Linked DNA regions of Mus musculus: region 1 is linked to region 2. A link is a contact called in public capture Hi-C data. All regions are on one chromosome and are shown on one strand. Each heading gives the region's core, a stretch centred on a gene start, on an enhancer-like site or on the middle of the called end of the contact. The rest is flanking DNA. Distances are from core to core; before and after follow the strand shown. Region 1 overlaps Nrg4 (neuregulin 4). Region 2 overlaps Ube2q2 (ubiquitin-conjugating enzyme E2Q family member 2).

Region 1 (4,102 bases), core at 356-2,855, 85 kb after region 2:
ACCCTCTCTCAACCACCGTGATGCTATAACCAAATGGCCCAACCTCTTCAATAAGGTTTTAATTTTACTTTCCCAAAACTGAATCTTGAACACAGAAAAAAAACCCCTCAAAATATCATTTATACCCCAAAAAGATACTTCAAAGTCACTGTCATTTCATTAGAGAAATAAAGACAGTAGTTAGAATAGGAACTGCTGTCATTTACATTAGAGAATAAAGACAGTAGTTAGAATAGAACTCATCACATTAAAATCTCTGGATGCTTCTGGAGGTTTCTCAACATATTTGATTCCATATGTTTGTATGTTTGCTTGTTTGCTTTAATATGGGATCATGCCTTTCTTGAACAGTTGGGCTAGTGTGATCCTCCTGAGTTGCTATGGTCACTAGCATATACCATCATGCCCAGTCACCATAAAAGATTTTAAAATACAGATCAAAACCCATTTGAAAAAGTTATTCAATATATGCCGGTAGAGGATTTTGTCCTTTTCCATTGTGATATTAATGACCACAGGAGGAAATTAACTATAGCCATTATTTGCTATATAAAAGACTCATGTTTCCTTGTTGTGCACGGTGTGTGTGTTTGTGTGCATGTGTTCATGTGTGTAGGCATGTGTGCAAGTGTATACACAGGACAGAGGGCGATTTGACGTGCTTTTCTTGATCATATTTTCTGAACCTGGAGGAGGTCACCAATTAGACTAGAGAGACCGAGCAGAGTGCTCCCAGGGTCCTCCTCTCTCTGCCTCCAAGCTAGGAGTACAAACACCTGGCTTTTCAGCTGGCACTGAGCATTAGACACACAGCAAAGTGCACCACACACATTCTATACTCAGAGACATCTCCAACACAGTTTCTGTTTTAATTTGATGTTTGGCAAAGTCTCTGAGTTGCATAGGAAATAAATGACAAGTATGGCTTAATTCTTCAAAGAATAGATTCTTGGGAACAAGATTCTAAGATAATGGATATTAATAGAATGTTCACTCATAACCAAAGGCCTGAGTCAGGATTTCCCGTCATCCATTGCGCTTCAGAGGACAACACAGGAAAGCAGATTGGTAACCCCAAATCGTGACGAGCACGGAAATGTATGAACTATGGAGGGACAATTGTTACAGGTGCTTGCTTAGATTACTATTCATATTTTATGCTATGTTCTTTTTATATTTAAAAAAATCTTCTCTTCAGAAGATATTTATATACTACAAAAATTCAGTAAACATTGCTTTCATAAACTGAAACTAAAATTTGAATTATCTGATTTTTGTTGATTTGAATTATCTAGTGTCTATCCATTCTTACAGAACTATGCTGTTTTTACTTGTGGGTCCTACATCTAACCAAGCCTACTCAGGACAAATGGCTTGGTCCCTGGCTTACGGTCCCTGAAGAATGTCCTTGGCTACCAGGCCAAGCACCTCAGGAAACTGGATGGTTCCAAGTCAAGAGGAACTGGCTTAAACGTCCATACTACCCATGAAATCTGGGGGATAGTTTCTTAGGCGTGGTTTCCTGTCCTCTTGACAGCCAAGAGGCCTGGGGACCTTCATTCCAAGACTCTTAGGAAATGTCTCAGAGCAAAGTGAGTGTTGTAACTTTCATAGACTCATTGCTAAATGGCTAAGACTTGTAAGAACAAACTCATGGTGGTATCAACACACTTCCTCACTCACGTAAGCCTACACCAGCACTTCTTTGACCAGGAATAACTGAGAAGCCCAGCATAGGCTGTAAACCCTAGCTACTCAACAGGCGTGAGCAAGACTGCAAGTTCAAGGCTAGCCTGACCGGGGCAAATTGTTGAAAACTTGTCTCAAAATAAAAATATTTTTTAAATTTAAAAACATTTTTTAAAAATCACAAACAAAAAGCCTGGGCTGGAGAGACAGCTCTGCAGTGAAGTGCACTGGCAGCTCTTGCAGAGGACCCAGGTTCAGTTCCCAGCATCCATGTGGTGGTGACTCACAACCATCTGTAACTCCAGTCTCAGGGGACATGTCATGCACGTGGTGTGCATACATTCTTATAGACAAAACACTCACATAAAGCTAAAGAAAAAAATCTAAAAATAAATATTTAAAAAAGCCTTTTTAAACATGCAAAAATTAAACATTAGAAACCACCCAAATTACCTAATCTACTGGTTCTCAGCCTTCCTAATGTCGTCGTAGTCCTTCACACTTTTTGATGTCATAATGTTATTTTTGTTGCTACTTCATAACTATAATTTTCTACTGCTTTTAATTGTGATGTAAGTCTCTGTGTTTGATGATGGTCTTAGGCCCCTGTGAAAGGGTCATTTGACCCCAAAGGGGCCATGACCATGTTGAGAACTGCTTATCTATCAGTGAATGGGGTGATGAACAGAATAGATAATTCTCAAAAGAAGATGCAAATCAACCAATGAGAACTCACCAAGTGTTCAACATCCATAACCATCAGGGAAAAGCAAATTAAAGCTGCTTTGAGACCCACTCCATCTTGATCAGAATGGCTACCACCAGACATCAAGGAAACAAACGATGACAAAGGCCAAAGAGGACGTGGAGAGGAAGAAGTTCACTGATGGCTAAATCGTGACCTTGTGAAGCCATCACAGGAATCAGCAGTAGGGTCCTCAAGAAACTAACCACTGAGCTACTGTGCTCTCAGACACACCACTTCTGGACACATGCCTGAAGACACTGATACACATGTATCCATTCCATTGCTATTCACAGTAGCATGGCAATGAAATCAGCCTAGCTGTCCATACACAGACAAACAAACAAACATAGGATTTATACACAATAGATATCCTGACATTTGCAGGAAAGTGAATGGAACTGGAAACTATTATATTACACAAAACTCCCCACATCCAGAAAGGTAAATATCACAACTGGTCTCTTATTTGTATGTGTGTATCTATTAGCATACATTTGTTTGTTCTAGTGTGTGGATGTGTGTGTGTGTGTGTGTGTGTGTGTTAGTGTGTGTGCTCATGTGCATGCTCCCATGGGGAAATGATCCTGAGAGAAGAGAATTTATGTAACAAGAAAGCAGAAGTGGGGATAACTGGAAGAAAAAGAGAGCCAGCTGGAGGGGTCTAGGGAGCACGGGACACAGCAGTGCAGGGAGGAGCAACTGAGGACAAAGCATGACACACATGTGTGAGGAGTGAGAATAGAACACAATTCTGCATGCCAATCTAGAAAATTAGTAATTTTAAAACATTGAGCTGGACATGGTGGCACACGCCTTTAATCCCAGCACTCGGGAGGCAGAGGCAGGTGGATTTCTGAGTTCTAGGCCAGCTTGGTCTACAGAGTGAGTTCCAAGACAGCCAGGGCAAACAGAGAGACCCTGTTTCAAAAAACAAAACAAAACAAAACAAAACAAAAACCTAGTAAGATAGTCAGCTGATAAAGACACAGCTAAACCTGACAACCTAGTTAGTTCCAGGAACCCATATAGGAAAAGGAGACAACTGACTCTTACCTGTTGGCTCTACATGTGTGCCATGACATGTGTGTGCAGGTACACATGTGCACGCACACACACACACACACACACACACACACACAAGTGTAATTAAAGGGGATATATCACATGGTTGTTGTGATACATATAAACAAGTCCTAGTTCATATCTCCAGCACTGAGAAAAATGAGTGACTTTTGAGGTTACTAAAATCATGAACAAGATATTTATAAAAATTATGAAAGAATTTGGGATGTGTAAAAACTTAAAAAAAAATTGCTGGGATCCAGGCACGTGTCACCTATAGTCCTGGCATTTGGGAGACCTGGGGAGAAGCACCAAGGGAGTTCAAACCCAGCCTGAGTTACTGGAACCTGTGACTCACAGGAAGTACCAGGTGTCCACGATGGGATGAGGAGGCTCAATGTGCTATCTCACAAGTCTGTAATTTCAGACCATGTACAGTATTGTAAGGGACCTTTCTTACAGAAATCCAAATATATTTTATCTGTTGGGACACAAGTGATTAGTGACCTGCAAATATTGTTCAATTATCTATTTATCGGGTCTTTTCAGAATTCCTAATATCTCTGTATATATCTGTTGCTTGAAGTTTTGAGCTATTTATGA
Region 2 (4,038 bases), core at 1,439-3,938:
AACCACTACCCACGGGTCAGGTAAAGTAAACGTTCTCTAGTGTTGAAGAGCTGAACTCATTGTCTTAATTGAAAGTTAAACTAGGATAATTTAAAATTATTATACAGCCTATTTGGAAGTTAGTTTTGTGTTCCTAGTAAATTGCCTTGCTTTAGGTGCTAACACAGGCTTTTCATTTCTTGGGGTTGTTTGTATTTTACTGTAATAGGTGAGCACTGCTCTCCGACCCCTCCATTTTGATTTTTGTTAAAATCAAAATGATTTGTGTGTTTCTTCTTTGACTGGTTGTTTAGTCAGTTTAGTCCTTTGACGTACCATGTCTAAAAGTCTGTCTGTGCTTCTTAAGATGAAATGCAAAGTTAGCTCTCCCAAGCCATGGAAATTTCCACCAGTTCAGCAATCATCCATGACATTTAGACTTACCTAATTAGCTATTAGTTAACTGACTTTTTATTACAATAAATGAGGATTTAGCTCTTATATAAACTACCTACTTAACCACCTACTGCTTCTAAAGCATTGCTTAGTCATGAACGATCAGTGCTGTGAGGACTTTGGGGAGCCATGTTTTCTGTTATGGCATTTCCATACCTGTGCATTCTTTTACTTCTCAGGGTTCTTTTTATAGTAATACTTCCCAGTTTATAAATGTCACATGCTCTTTCTGGGATCCTCTGTCTATGGAGTCCCTGTCTCTTCTGCATTAATTAGTCTTTGTGAGTTCTCGGATGGCCTGTACAGTTGTCACCTTGAGATTTTTCTTTTCTGCTATCCTAGAGCGAATCTATTGATTCCTGGATCTCATGTCATCTCTATTGGCTTTCTTTTTTCTTGTTCGTCTCTATTTATTACACTGTCGGATAAAGGCCGAAGCATGAAGGAATGGCATATTTCCTGAGTTAGCTTTTGAAAAACCTGGTTCAGAGTTGGTGTTAGAACAAGCCCGCCCACACTGGTTCCAAAATGTGGTTCTTGTTGCCATCTTCCTAGTCTTTGACCACTTCTCACTTGTACAGAGTAGTCGGTCGGAGTGGTTTGTCAGCACTGCAGGTATTCTAAAAGCAGTGCGCAGTGCTGTACATGGGAGTTGTGTGGCCTCAGTATCAGCTGCTGTTGTGTTCTCTTTCACTCAGTGTTTGAGTGAATAATAAATCTAGGCTGAAATTTTTGCCTAAGAATTTCAAATAACTATGCTGTTGTCTTCTAGCCAGTGGCGTAGCTGAAGCTGATGCCACCCGGAATCTTATGTATGATTTTTCTTTGGAAGCTTCAGGGAATTTGTGCTTTCTTTGGTGTAATGCACTGCAGCAGTGTCCTTAACTCAGGATCTTTTCTCTTTCATTGCGCTGGACGTTGAGTAAGGCTGTGTCCCTTTCCAAATTTGAGTCTTGAGTTTTGGTACATATTTTTGTGTGTTAACTTTGCTTGTCTATTTTGTTTGTTTTGGAGTTTATTAACTGGACTTTTCAATTTTGTTTTTACGTTTTGGAGACATGGTCTTGTACACTTTAGGCGCAGATTTCAAAAACCATATGTAGCTGAGGCTGATGGTTGTCTTTATCCTGAATGCTAGAATTACAGGCTGTATCGTCAATGCTGGGCTGCTTTTAGATTTTTAGACCTCTTGGTTTGAGTCTTTACATCTATTGTATTATATTCTTTTTCTTAATTTTATTTTATTTTTATTTGTATATGCGTGTGTGTGTGTTGGTATGAACGTTGGTGGCACTTTTATGGAGGTCAGAGAACAACTTGCAGGAATTGGTTCTCTCCACCATCTGAGTCCCAGGATCAAACCCAGGTGGTCAGGCTTGGCTACAGGCACCTTTATCCACTGAACCAACTTACCTTTTCTCTCTTTCTTTTAAAATTTTGCTGTACTGTCAACTTTTTTCTATTTCACACGGACAATAATAAGTTTTAAGGTTTTAAAAAATATGTGTATGAGTGTTTTGCCTACATGTATGTGCACCACATGCAACAGTAGAGAATCTTGGTAGTCCCTGGAAGTAGATGTTGTTAGCTGCCATTAGGTGCTAACAATCAAACAGTAGGCTTCTACAAGAGCAGCAAGTGCTCTTAACCACTGAGCCATCTCTTTAGCCCTGAAGTTTTGTTTTTATTGTATATGTTTACCCTATTTTCTCAGAACTTAATGGCTTAGAGCTGGATGTGGTGGCACACGGGAGGCTGAGGCCAGCCTGTCCTACAAATGAAGACTCAGTCTCAGAACCCCCAAACAGGCTGGGGATGGATGGTAGTACTCACCTTTAATCCTGGCACTTGAGAAGTAGAAACAGACGCATCTCTTGAATTTGGAGCCAGTCAAAGCTGTACTGTGAGACCCTGTCTCAAAAGATTAAAACAAAAAAATCTTAATGCCTTAAAATAGTAATTGTTGCGATTGGATGGATTAGTTAGGCTTAGCTGAGTATCTATTGGTTTCATTTGGTGACTGTTGTGTGCAGTCAGGTGCACACTCGCGATAGTATGGCTGTGGACAACTAGTGTGATCTTTATCTCGAACAGCTCTCAAGTGTTCACACATGGCTTCCTTTTTCCCCCACTCTTCATGTATCTGGCATCTTTAGTGTTTCTTTGCCTGGCATTTTTTCTGTACATGACATCATCCTGAAGGGCCTCTTCATAAGGCTTCTGTTTCCTCAGAATTTCAGTCAGAACTCTTCAAGGATACAAGAGGGGAAGTTGCTGGGCATTTTTTTTTTTCCAGGACAGGGTTGCTCTGAGTAGTAGCCCTTGCTGTTTGGCAACTCACTCTGTAGATCAGGCTGGCCTTGAACTCCTTTATCTACCAATGCCCAGCTTAAGTTGCTGGGCATTCTTAAGGCTTAAACCTGGAGCACGCCAGTGAGGGGTTTGTGAGCTGAATCATTCTCCAAGCCAGCGCAGGTTCACTGTGGGCTGTGAGTCCTAGGCTTTAAGCCTGGTGGTGTGATTCATCTGGAGGAGGGAGTCATGTCCAGTCTCGGAATGTGAGCCTGAGCTTAAGAGCTCTCTGATTGTCCCTTCTTCCTAGCATTCTGTACAGGTCATATAGATGTGGTAGAATCATAAACCAGCTTATTGTGGCACTTTGGCCTGTTTAGCATCTGTATTTTTTTATTTGCTATATATTTTCTCAGTTTCATCTTGTCTTGTATATATTGTAAAGCCTGTTCTCAAGTATTTTTGTGTCCTATCTTTACTCATTTGTATTTTGATGTTTTTTAAACATACCTTTCTTCATTTGTGCCAAATAAATGATGTGGAGTTCCTTGTAGCCAACACTTGTCACCTGATAGCTTTAGGGGGAGTTTATGTTGATTCCCAACCACTCTTCCCCCTACTTTTCCACTTGTTAGTACAGGGTAAAAGATGGCTCCAGTTTCTCTGCAGATGACATTTTGTCTGACAGATAATCTCCTGGGTTCTACTTAAGGAGGTGGGGAATGCAGAGCATTTGAGGGCTGTGTGGTGTGTGTTGCAGGCAGGCTTTTGGTTAGTCTGTAGGTTTCCATCCTGCCTGCTGCTCCTGTTGCAGTGTATTTGGTGTCTTGAGTCTGGAGCCTCTGAATTGAGGGTGCTTTTTGCAGATCTCTCCTTGGTCACTGCTGTCTCCTGACCTGTACTTGCACTTGTGAGCTTCACTGATCACAGCTCCTATTTACAGTCATCTAATGGAAATGGTGTTTTATTGCTCCTCATAAGTCCCTTTTGCTTTTCAAATTTTTGTATTTATAAAATGTTTATTCTTTTGTAATTTAGTGGAGCCTAAAGAAAGATGAGAAAAATGTTTAATTTTTCTAACTGTTCAGGTTTTATTTTCTAGAGGGTCCATGGTTTTGTTTTTTACTTACAATATATCCTGAACTTGAAGTCTGTCTTGTTTTTCCTGGGTGTAGATTGGACAACAGTGTAGATATCCAAGTTAATTTGTGAATTATGTAAGAAAAATGGCCTGATTTTGAATCATCCTTTGTGTTTTGGTAATTAATATTGTTAGGATAGATGTGGTAATTTTTTGTTTTCACTTAGAGT

Evidence for each region. Capture Hi-C pulls out chosen DNA fragments and counts their contacts.
Region 1: a contact with region 2 is called in a capture Hi-C map of bone marrow-derived macrophages, with 3 times the contacts expected there. The contact joins two enhancer-like sites. A contact is called at or near these places in 2 of 15 datasets of contacts at CTCF or cohesin (large pre-B cells and pro-B cells), 20 of 484 Hi-C or Micro-C datasets (embryonic stem cells, nephron progenitors and peritoneal macrophages), 7 of 115 datasets of contacts at active chromatin or transcription factors (the 230-238 cell line, bone marrow-derived macrophages, embryonic stem cells and 2 more) and 3 of 9 other capture datasets (adipose tissue, bone marrow-derived macrophages and liver).

The regions. Positions count from the first base shown.
Region 1 is chr9:55,254,251-55,258,352 of GRCm38.p6, forward strand. All of the region lies in intron 3 of Nrg4 (neuregulin 4), which reads right to left. Among named protein-coding and RNA genes, the nearest start is that of Nrg4, 27 kb to the right of the region's middle. Within about 2 kb of position 1,606, at least 40 of the 459 cell types and tissues checked have an H3K27ac peak or open chromatin away from gene starts, as enhancers often do. A contact at or near this core is called in adipose tissue and bone marrow-derived macrophages, where this site is marked.
Region 2 is chr9:55,168,288-55,172,325 of GRCm38.p6, forward strand. Ube2q2 (ubiquitin-conjugating enzyme E2Q family member 2) reads left to right here. Exons shown (of 13, transcript NM_180600.3): 3 at 1-20. Among named protein-coding and RNA genes, the nearest start is that of Ube2q2, 21 kb to the left of the region's middle. Within about 2 kb of position 2,689, at least 41 of the 459 cell types and tissues checked have an H3K27ac peak or open chromatin away from gene starts, as enhancers often do. A contact at or near this core is called in adipose tissue and bone marrow-derived macrophages, where this site is marked.